2 separate regions of the Ovis canadensis genome follow, and region 1 is linked to region 2. Evidence: chromatin contacts called from public Hi-C data. All regions are on one chromosome and are shown on one strand. The core of a region is the stretch at or near the end of the contact, and the rest is flanking DNA. Distances in the headings are between cores, read along the strand shown.

Evidence for each region. Hi-C and Micro-C count contacts between places; a contact is called where the count stands out from the background.
Region 1: a contact with region 2 is called in a Hi-C map of lung, with 8 times the contacts expected there. The contact joins the promoter of MMADHC here to the promoter of RND3 in region 2. A contact is called at or near these places in 2 of 2 Hi-C or Micro-C datasets (fibroblasts and lung).

What each region holds. Positions count from the first base shown.
Region 1 is chr2:165,236,706-165,241,460 of ARS-UI_OviCan_v2, reverse strand. MMADHC (metabolism of cobalamin associated D) reads right to left here and starts at 1,474. Exons shown (of 8, transcript XM_069577605.1): 1 at 1,248-1,474; 2 at 677-736. The coding sequence starts at 685. LOC138433961 (a long non-coding RNA gene) reads left to right here and starts at 903. Exons shown (of 3, transcript XR_011254538.1): 1 at 903-1,489.
Region 2 is chr2:164,411,359-164,415,887 of ARS-UI_OviCan_v2, reverse strand. RND3 (Rho family GTPase 3) reads right to left here and starts at 2,584. Exons shown (of 5, transcript XM_069574421.1): 1 at 2,113-2,584; 2 at 1,516-1,603. The coding sequence starts at 2,262.

The DNA.
Region 1 (4,755 bases), core at 225-2,724, 830 kb before region 2:
GGGGTATCTTTGAATATACCCGTTCTGGGTGAGATTTAGATAATCTCACCCATCTTTTAAAATTCAAATGTTTCTCTGATTAAATGAACCCAAACCCCCACTTTCCCCTCTCCACAAAGCTCTGAATCTGTATTGTACCTCTGTGTAACTTTTAAAATTAGTTTCTACTCTTACTGTAATAGTTTTCATGTATGTTTTATGATCCCTATGGCACGATGCGTTTAAGAAATCACTGGACAGTTACCGTGAATAAATACCTCTGGCCTATGAGAATAATCTCTCCTGCTCTCATTTTGTAGTATTTGTAAGGTTACTTCCTATACTAAAACTGCTACAAAACCTACCCAAACAGAAACCGGCTTAAAAATAGATTCTAAGTATTTACGAAAATAATTTCTTTTAAAATTACCCAAAGGATGCTGGCACTGAATTTATTTCTCAAAAGGAATTTGCATAAATAAATAAAAGTATTGAGAAACATGTTTGTTTTCAGGCTACCGTCAAGGCATATTGACCTAATTTCACACCCCTTGTTTCCCTTGACATTTTTGATTCTCTAAGTACAAGAAACATTATGCCATCAATGCCATTATAATTAAACCCGCCCCTCCATTTCTTAACGAGTTCCCAAAATAATTTATTACTGTACTGCTTCTTAAGAGACTAATTTACTCACATTGGCCATTTCTGGTGGAAAGGGCAGACGAAAATTATCTTCCCTTTTGTGAAGTTATTCCTGGGAAAGCACAAAACAAAACAGGCCGGTGACGGATTAAGCTCTAACAACAGATCACTCGGGTAATGTCCACCATCGTCTACTGGGTGTCCCTTCTTCCGCGACAGGACCAAAGTCCAAGCTGTCCCCGGACCCCAGGAGACCGGGATTCGCCTCCTGCCCCCACAGGGCACAAGTCGCTGCCCACAGGAGGCCTTGCAGTTCTCAGCCCGCCCGGTGTGTCTGCGGAAGACAACTCCGACTAGATCCGGGGGAGGAAAGAGGGGCCGTCCACCAGGATGGAGTCCTGAGGCTCCAAGTAGGTATTTTAACACCGATCAAGGTTCTAAACAAGCTGTGAGCAAAGGTTCCAGCAAAGATGAAGGTTGAGGAAGCGAAAAAGATCCTAACGACAGAGTGACAGGACCGGGGACAGCGACAGGGGCCCTGTGAGTATAGGGGCAACACCCAGAGCTGTGGCCCAAAGATGGGCAGATCTGGAGGGGCTAACGCGGGCGGAAACCGTCCGTACCAGTCGCCGCCGCCACAGCCGCCTCCAGCGGTCCCAGGGCCGTAACTCTTCCCGTCTTCAAAATGGCGGCGCGACGGCAGAGGGAGTAGCGCTGACGCTGGCAGTGACCAGACTGAAGAAGTTGCTTTCGAGCGCATGGATGGGAATGATCCTCGAGCCGATGCTGCGCACGCGCACGGGAGGCCCACGTAGCACCGCCCTTTCATTGGCTAGTCCACCGCCCCCACGTACGAGGAGGAAAGGTGAGGTGTGGCTAAGGACTTGTGGGCTGGAGGTCAAGGCTCCAGAGCTGCGTTCGGCACTCATTTAATTTCGATCATTAACTCACCGATGTATTTGAAAGCCTCCTCTTGCCCCAAGACTTTATTGCTCAAAGGAGGTACAGTTTTCTGTTCTTTGTATCAATTTTTTTTTAAATTTCGAAAATAACTTTTTGAGAATAGAGCACTTTTTCCCTTTATGTGCCAGACTTTTAATAGGCGCAATAAATATATATCCCACGACGTATTTATAAGGAGTATACACTTTAAAATTTTTATTTTTAATTGAAGGATAATTGTTTTACAGTACTGTGTTGATTTCTGCCAAACATCAACATGAATCAGCCATAGGTATAACCGATGTCCCCTCCTTCTTGAACCTCCCTCCCACTTGCCTTCTCATCCCACTTCTCTAGGTTGTTACAAAGCCAAGGTTTGAGATCCCTGAGTCATATAGAAAATTCCCATTGGCTGTCTATTTTACATATGGTAATGTATGTTTCCATGTTACTGTGTCTATCCATCCCTCCCTCTCCTTCCTCCCCACCTCCCCTGAGTCCTGTCCATAAGTCTGTTCTCTGTGTCTGTGTGTCCACTGCTGTCCTGCAAATAATTTCATCAGTACCGTCTTTCTAGATTCCATATATCTGCATTAGTATATGATATTTGTTTTTCTCTTTCTGACTTCACACTGTATAATAGGCTCTGTATAATAGGTTCAACCACCTCCATTAGAACTGAAGAGTATATCATTTTAATTTGTCATTTGTATTTTACAAAGTTAACTGAAGTCCATACTTTATTCATACTGGTATTTTTTGATGGGTCATGTTGGGCAAGTTAGTCTCTTTATGCTTTTAGTATCCTCTCTTCTAAAATGGGAATAATGTAATAATAGTGTGCAACTCATAGTTCATGAATATTAAATCAGTTAATATGTAGCTAACACATCATTGGAAGGACTGATGCTGAGGCTGAAACTCCAGTACTTTGGCCACCTCATGCGAAGAGTTGACTCACTGGAAAAGACCCTGATGCTGGGAGGGGTTGGGGGCAGGAGAAGAAGGTGACGACAGAGGATGAGATGGCTGGATGGCATCACCGACTCAATGCACATGAGTTTGAGTGAACTATGGGAGTTGGTGATGGACAGGGAGGCCTGGCGTGCTGTGATTCATGGAGTCACAAAGAGTCAGACACGACTGAGCGACTGAACTGAACTAAACTGAACTGAACACATGTAGCATGCGCATGCACACACAGACACACACACACACCAGTGAGCTGAGCACACACACCCCAGTGAGCTGAGTATTTGAGTTACTTACAACTCATTCTTTTTTCATTCCTGATCATTTCACCTTCAAGTCAGCTTACTAGTCCAGGTTATATAACATGATTTTTGGTTGAATGATGATTATAAGCTTTTTGAGACTGGGAACCATATGCTATTCATTTTTGCCAGGATAGAAAATCACCTGTCAGATGGAGGTGGGAGTGAACAGCAGTATGGCAGGAGGCTGTCAGGAGTAACTTCATAGAGTAGGTGATGCTTGATCAGCATTTTGAAAGATAAGTAGTTGTTTGTATGAATGCCAAGAAAAGACATTACAGGGGTGAGGACCTTCAGTCAAAGGAAGCAGTGTGGACAGAGATACAGAATCCAAAACACTATGGGCAGTTGAGGATATCCACAAATAATCAAATGATTGAGTTGGAGGTAGACAGGGGCCAGATCATAGTCAGTCTTCAGGGAACTATTAAGGTAGATGTAATCCTGGAAGCGACGGATTACTGGGCAAATTTAAGCCATCATGGCATTATCAGATATGTGTCTTGGGAAGATCCTTGGGCTTCAGTATACAGGATAGGTTGGAAGAATGTGGAATTGGACCTGGAGCAAGTGGTTAAGAGACTATTGCTGTGCCCATGAGAAAGAACATGACACCCTGAATTAAGGGCGGGGGCAAAGTTGAGGAATCAGGACTGTGTAGCTGTCCATTGGTTGCAGACAAGGTAAAGGACACATTGAAGATGGTTCCTACATTTTTGACTTAGGATTCTTGGTGACTCGAGTTGCTTTTGCTGAGATTGGGAATCCAGGAATATGAATTTGTGGAATGTATGCTGTGTGGTGGCACTCGTATAGGGATTTTTCCATTCTTTAATTCTCATAACAATCCAGAAAAGGGACATACTATTATCCTCATGTTAAATATGAAGAAATTAAAGCACAAATGGCTTACGTATATTTCTCAAGCTGCCAGGGCTGGATTTAAATCTCAGTCTGTTAGGTTTAAAAATAGTGTTTTCTTTCCCATAGGTGTTGTCTCCTAGGAAGAAAATAGGTTTTAGGGGAATGATAATGAATTTGGCTTGGGATATCTTGAATTCTGAGATGCCAGAGGGGCATTCATATGTAGTTGTTAGTAAGTTATTGGACAGTAGGCCTGTTGCTCAGGAAAGTGGTTTATGTGGGAGACAGAGATTAGAGAGTCATTGACGTATGGGTAGCAGTTAAAGCCATAGGAACTCCTTAACCTGGAGTTCAACAGTGGGCTTTAAGAGAAAAAGGTCTGTGAAACTCCTGGAAATGTATGCAAATTTTTGTATATTTGTAAGCAGATCCATTTCCACCCCCTAGGAAGTCAGCCCATAGCTTCTTCAGATTCTTAAAGTTCATGAGTGAAAGGATCAAGAACCACTAGTGTAGCGTGTAAAAGAAAAAGGGCAAAAGTCAGAAGATTAGGTTATATACATGAAAGGGGCAGTGGAAAAAAAACTAGTAATAGAGACTGAAAATTTTCAGTTAGAGGGTAAAAGGAAATCAAGAGAGAGTGTTCTAGGCATGAAGATAATTGCTCAGGTATATTCAGTTCAATTCAGTCGCTCAGTCGTGTCCGACTCTTTGCAACCCCATGAATTGCAGCACGCCAAGCCTCCCTGTCCATCACCAACTCCTGGAGTTCACTCAGACTCACATCCATTGAGTCAGTGATGCCATCCAGCCATCTCATCCTCTGTCGTCCCCTTCTCCTCTTGCCCCCAATCCCTCCCAGCATCAGTCTTTTCCAATGAGTCAACTCTTCGTGTGAGGTGGCCAAAGTACTGGAGTTTCAGCTTTAGCATCATTCCTTCCAAAGAAATCCCAGGGCTGATCTCCTTCAGAATGGACTGGTTGGATCTCCTTGCAGTCCAAGGGACCCTCAAGAGTCTTCTCCAATACCACAGTTCAAAAGCATCAATTC
Region 2 (4,529 bases), core at 1,335-3,834:
TCAGCGCATCTTACTGCAGCCCTCGGAGCACCTGGCAACAACCGTGAGAGGCGCTCGCGCGAGACTTCTCACTTGCCTTTGTGCAGGGACTGCCTCTGGCGACCCTGTCAGTCTGGCCTCTTCCTTGTGCTCTCTAATCGCCTCAGTCCCTCCGGGGCTCCAGAGGTTACAGCCGGGGGCGGTGGGAAGCTCGCACAGCCCACAAGCATCTACGCGAGGCCCCTGCCAGCTGAGCACAGGGCCATCTCTCGGGCCTTCCCCGCCCGACAGTAAAGTCTGCGTGCTGGCACTTGCGCGCTCCTCCTCGCCAGTTTCACCCAGGATTTGGCTCGGTTCACCCGCAGCAGCCCAGCTCCCTGCTAAACTCCTAGACCTAAGCTCAGGGGCCTTCCCCGGGCCTTCCCGCTGTCTCCTCCTCCTTCTCCAGAGGCTACACCCTTCCTGGAAAAGGCACTCCTACGCCGCCAGGCACCGTAGCAGGGTCGGCGGGTCCCCGGGTTCCAGCCGGAGAGTCTAGGTGATGTTACCGCCCCCACCGCGCCTGACCCAGACTGAACCCCTAACATCTGCGCGGGGAAGCCTTCCCCTTCGCGGTGTAACCGGCCCTCCCTACAGCTGCGTGCCAGGTTGGTGCGTGAGTGCGTGGGAAGGCGATAACCCGGCCTTGAACCCCAGACACTAGAAAATAATTCACCGTGCCAATAATTCAACTGGATGGGAAGGTCAAAGGCGAATAGGGCAGCCCGCAGCCTCGCACACTGGAGAGGGGTGATGCAATGGGTAGGAGGGAATGGCGTGGGCCGGAGGACACCAAGTGATCACGGGGGCGGGGGAGCTCAGAGCTGCAGGTCGGCACCGAGGCGGCGCGGGCGGCGGGCAGCTAGGAGAGGAGGCCCGGGGACCCCCGCCGGGTGCTGCCCGCGCAGCCAGCGCATTCCTGGCAGTAGGCGTCACGAGCGCTGCGGGTGCTTGCGCGCCCCCTACTCTCTCCGCAAGCGCGGAATCCGCACGTAAGTGCGTGGCTTCGGGGGTTTTCTTCCACTGGCCACCACCCTCTGAGTGCTCCCAGTCTACCAGCCAAGCAGCAGGTTAGATCCTGGAGGGGCGCTCGCATCCTAGAGCCAGTTGATACCGACAAGGCGCACACATCCCCCTAACATTTAGCTACCCTGGCCGCCCCGAGAGGACTCGGGCACAGCTCCGCGGGCCAACCGCTCCCCGGACACCCGGCTACAAGCATTTTACATCCCGGGGTGACCCTTCGGGCACGGAGCTTCCTTTTCTTCCCACAGCTATTGCCCGACCCAATATCGTCCCCCCACCCCCATTCAGAAGGGGCAAAATTTTCATATATCAGGGAATCCCTCGTAAGAAGCAAAGTTAACGGAGGAACGCAGAACGGGCGCTGGCGGGCGCCGAGAGCGTGCCAGAAACGCGGGGCCCCGAGACCCTTTGCGCACCCCCTGAACGCCTGGAAACCCGCCCGAGCGCCACGCGGTCAGATGACTCTCTTACCCGAAGTGTCCCACAGGCTCAACTCTATTCTTTGTGTGTCGATTTCAAAACTGGCCGTGTAATTCTCAAACACTGTAGGGACGTAATTCTGGATAAAATGGACAGAAGTAAAGAGGGCAAAGAGGTTATCTTAAAATGCACGACAGCTGCAGAACACCCTCTGAAAATAGTCTCTTTACTCTCCCATTAAAAAACGAAGACCCCCCCCCCCCTCAAATCCACACGCACCACATCTCACACTAAACACGCAGATCCTTTCCGAAAGCCCTAAGTTCCCTCTCACCCCACCCGGATTCTCCAAAAGTGGAGGATCTGAATCTCCCAATCCCAGATTCTGCACACATGACCGAACAAGTTTCAGAAGCTAACAGGAGAATGTGCAAGCGCATCCCAACCCCTCCACGCTTCCACCCCACTTTTCCTTTCCTGGCAACTAACCGGGGCGAAAGTAATAAGCAATGAGAAAGACGGCTGAAAAAAAAAAGAAAGAAAGAAAGAGAGAGAGAACCGGGTGAAGGGTGAAAGCCAGGGAAACCCACCTCGAGACGGGGATCCCTTCCCTGCCGCCCGCCCGCAGCCCCAGCCGGCCACACTCACTTCGGGGAAGCAGTCTTTGGCGAAGACGTGGAGTAGCGCGGTTTTCCCACACTGACTGTCTCCCACCACTACTATCTTGCATTTCACGTTCTGATTAGGATCCATGATAGATTTACTGGATAATTTCTGGCTGGCTCTTCTCTCCTTCATTGATCTTGTCTTATTTTCTCTTGAAACAGGAATTTTCACTTAAGAGGAAAAAAAATATATATATATATTTCTTTCTCTATTAAAAAGCAGATATAAAAATAAACCGCAAGGGTGGTGGGAACCCCTGAGGCGCCGCGCGGACGAGGAGAGCTAGAGGAGCAGGCTCGTTACTCTCCTCCAACAAGTTTTATGCCTGACTCCAAACGGCGCTTCCCAAGTCCAATTCCGATCCGACTGCTTTGTTTCACGCTCTCTGCGCGGCTTTATACGCCCGGCCTTCCAATCCTCTTTCTCAATGAGAGAAGGAAACTGATCCGCCTCCTCCCCTTTTATGGAGCCTGGGAGACAGCGCCGTCTAGTTACTTGCAGAAAATGTAGACAGTGCGCCCTCTAGGGTGATCATGCGGGAACGATTTCCAGCCCAAAGCTCGGCGACGACTAGAGGACCCCAGTGACGCTGTGCTGAAGATTGGGACTGTACAAGTCCAGGAAGAAGTGGGGAATGGAATTGTCTGTGCATATTGATTTTTATTAGAATTTCTGGATAAACGTTTTCATGGGGGCTGCTCTACGGAAGCTTCGTGAGCATTTATGAAAACAAAAGCATTTCTTACCCAAAACATCGTTATGAAACACGGAAAGCAAATCTTGGGTGGGGAAGGGTTAAATGCTTGTATTTTCTTAGGAAATGTTTTGCATCAGGTATTTAGGCCACGGAACAATAGCTAAGCCAGGTTGTTTGAGATGCCGGAACTGGCTTGCTGGGGTCACAGCAACAGACTGGCTTTGGAAACCTCTGTTTCAGTGACTCAGGAGGAGAGGGAAAGGTTTGGAAGAGAGGGGAGGGGAGGTTTGTGAGTAGAAGAAAAAAAAAAGTGGAAGATGATCATAGCTGAGTAACAAAAGCCATTGGAAAACTCAATCCTACTACACTAGGGACCTAAGCATGCAAGGTTAGCGGTTGCCCCTGTTTCAGTGAGAAGAGGGGATAGGAGGGATTCTGACCCTGCCCTTTAATTCCTTTATAAGCAGTCTCCCCTTCCCTAAAACCAAAGCACCCTTGACTGGCCCGGAAAATGCGTATATGCTTAGCTGAAAAATGCAGGTACAACCCACCACTCCCTTTCCACTGCCTCAACATCCACCCCCACCCCCACCCCCACCTGAAAGTCTAAGAGGACTAAAAATAGCCATATATTTGTTCTCTCTTCCCTCTAAAAGTCCTTCTTTAGTCATCATTTCCTGTGCTCCAAGTGATCAGAAGGTTTCACCTATTTTTACAATTTTTTAATTGAGGTATAGCTGATTTAGAATATCATATAAATTTCAGGTGTACAACATAAAGATTCACAATTTTTGAAGATTATGCACCATTTATAGTTATTATAAAATATTGACTATCTTCCCTGTGCTGTACAATGTATTCTTGTAGCTTATTCAGTTTATACATAGTTGCTGGTATCTCTTAATGCTCTAACCCTATCTTGCTCCTCCCAATTCCCTCTTCCCCCTGGTAACCACTAGTTTGTTCTCTATATCTTTGAGTCTGTTTCTTTTGTTACATTCACCAGTTTATTTTTTAGGTTTCTTATATAAGTGATATCATACAACATTTGTCTTTCTCTCCGACTTACTTCACTTAGTACAGTGTCCTCCAAGTCCATCCATGTTGTTACAACCGACAAAATTTGCAGAGGTTTTAGCTATTAAATTGTACTAAGGACATTAGCCAAAAAAAAAGTATAGGTTTCCCGATGGACATTTCTAGATTTGTAAATGAGAGGATAAGGTGAAAAACCAGAAAGTTCAGTATGGGGAGTGAAAAGGCACAATGAAAGATGGTTAAAAGCACAGATGTAAGTATCAACCCTAGGACCATGAAGCCTCAGGGATCTAAGGATTGTCTCTTCTTCATTTCAGAGCAAAGAAAACTGGAGCTCCCCAAAGGAAGACTGACTCAGACTCAGTCTGAGTGTAAGGCTGTGTTCATATACACAGAGAACTGACCTACGGAAAAAGGGATTGCTGGCCCTGCTCAGGTTCCTAAAGCAGTACTAGCCAAAGTCTGCTCTGCAGAAAGGGTCCTCACAAAAAGGGTCTTATGTCCCAGTGAGTGATGGAGACACTATGCCTGTATCACTCCTTGAAGACATACCATGCCCTTTGATATATTACAACAGTAAGAGGCTCTGTAGAAAAGTAGCCTGCCTAACAGAGTTTAACCCAGCATCCCCCCAAATTATCAAAATATTTACTTGCTTGGGAAA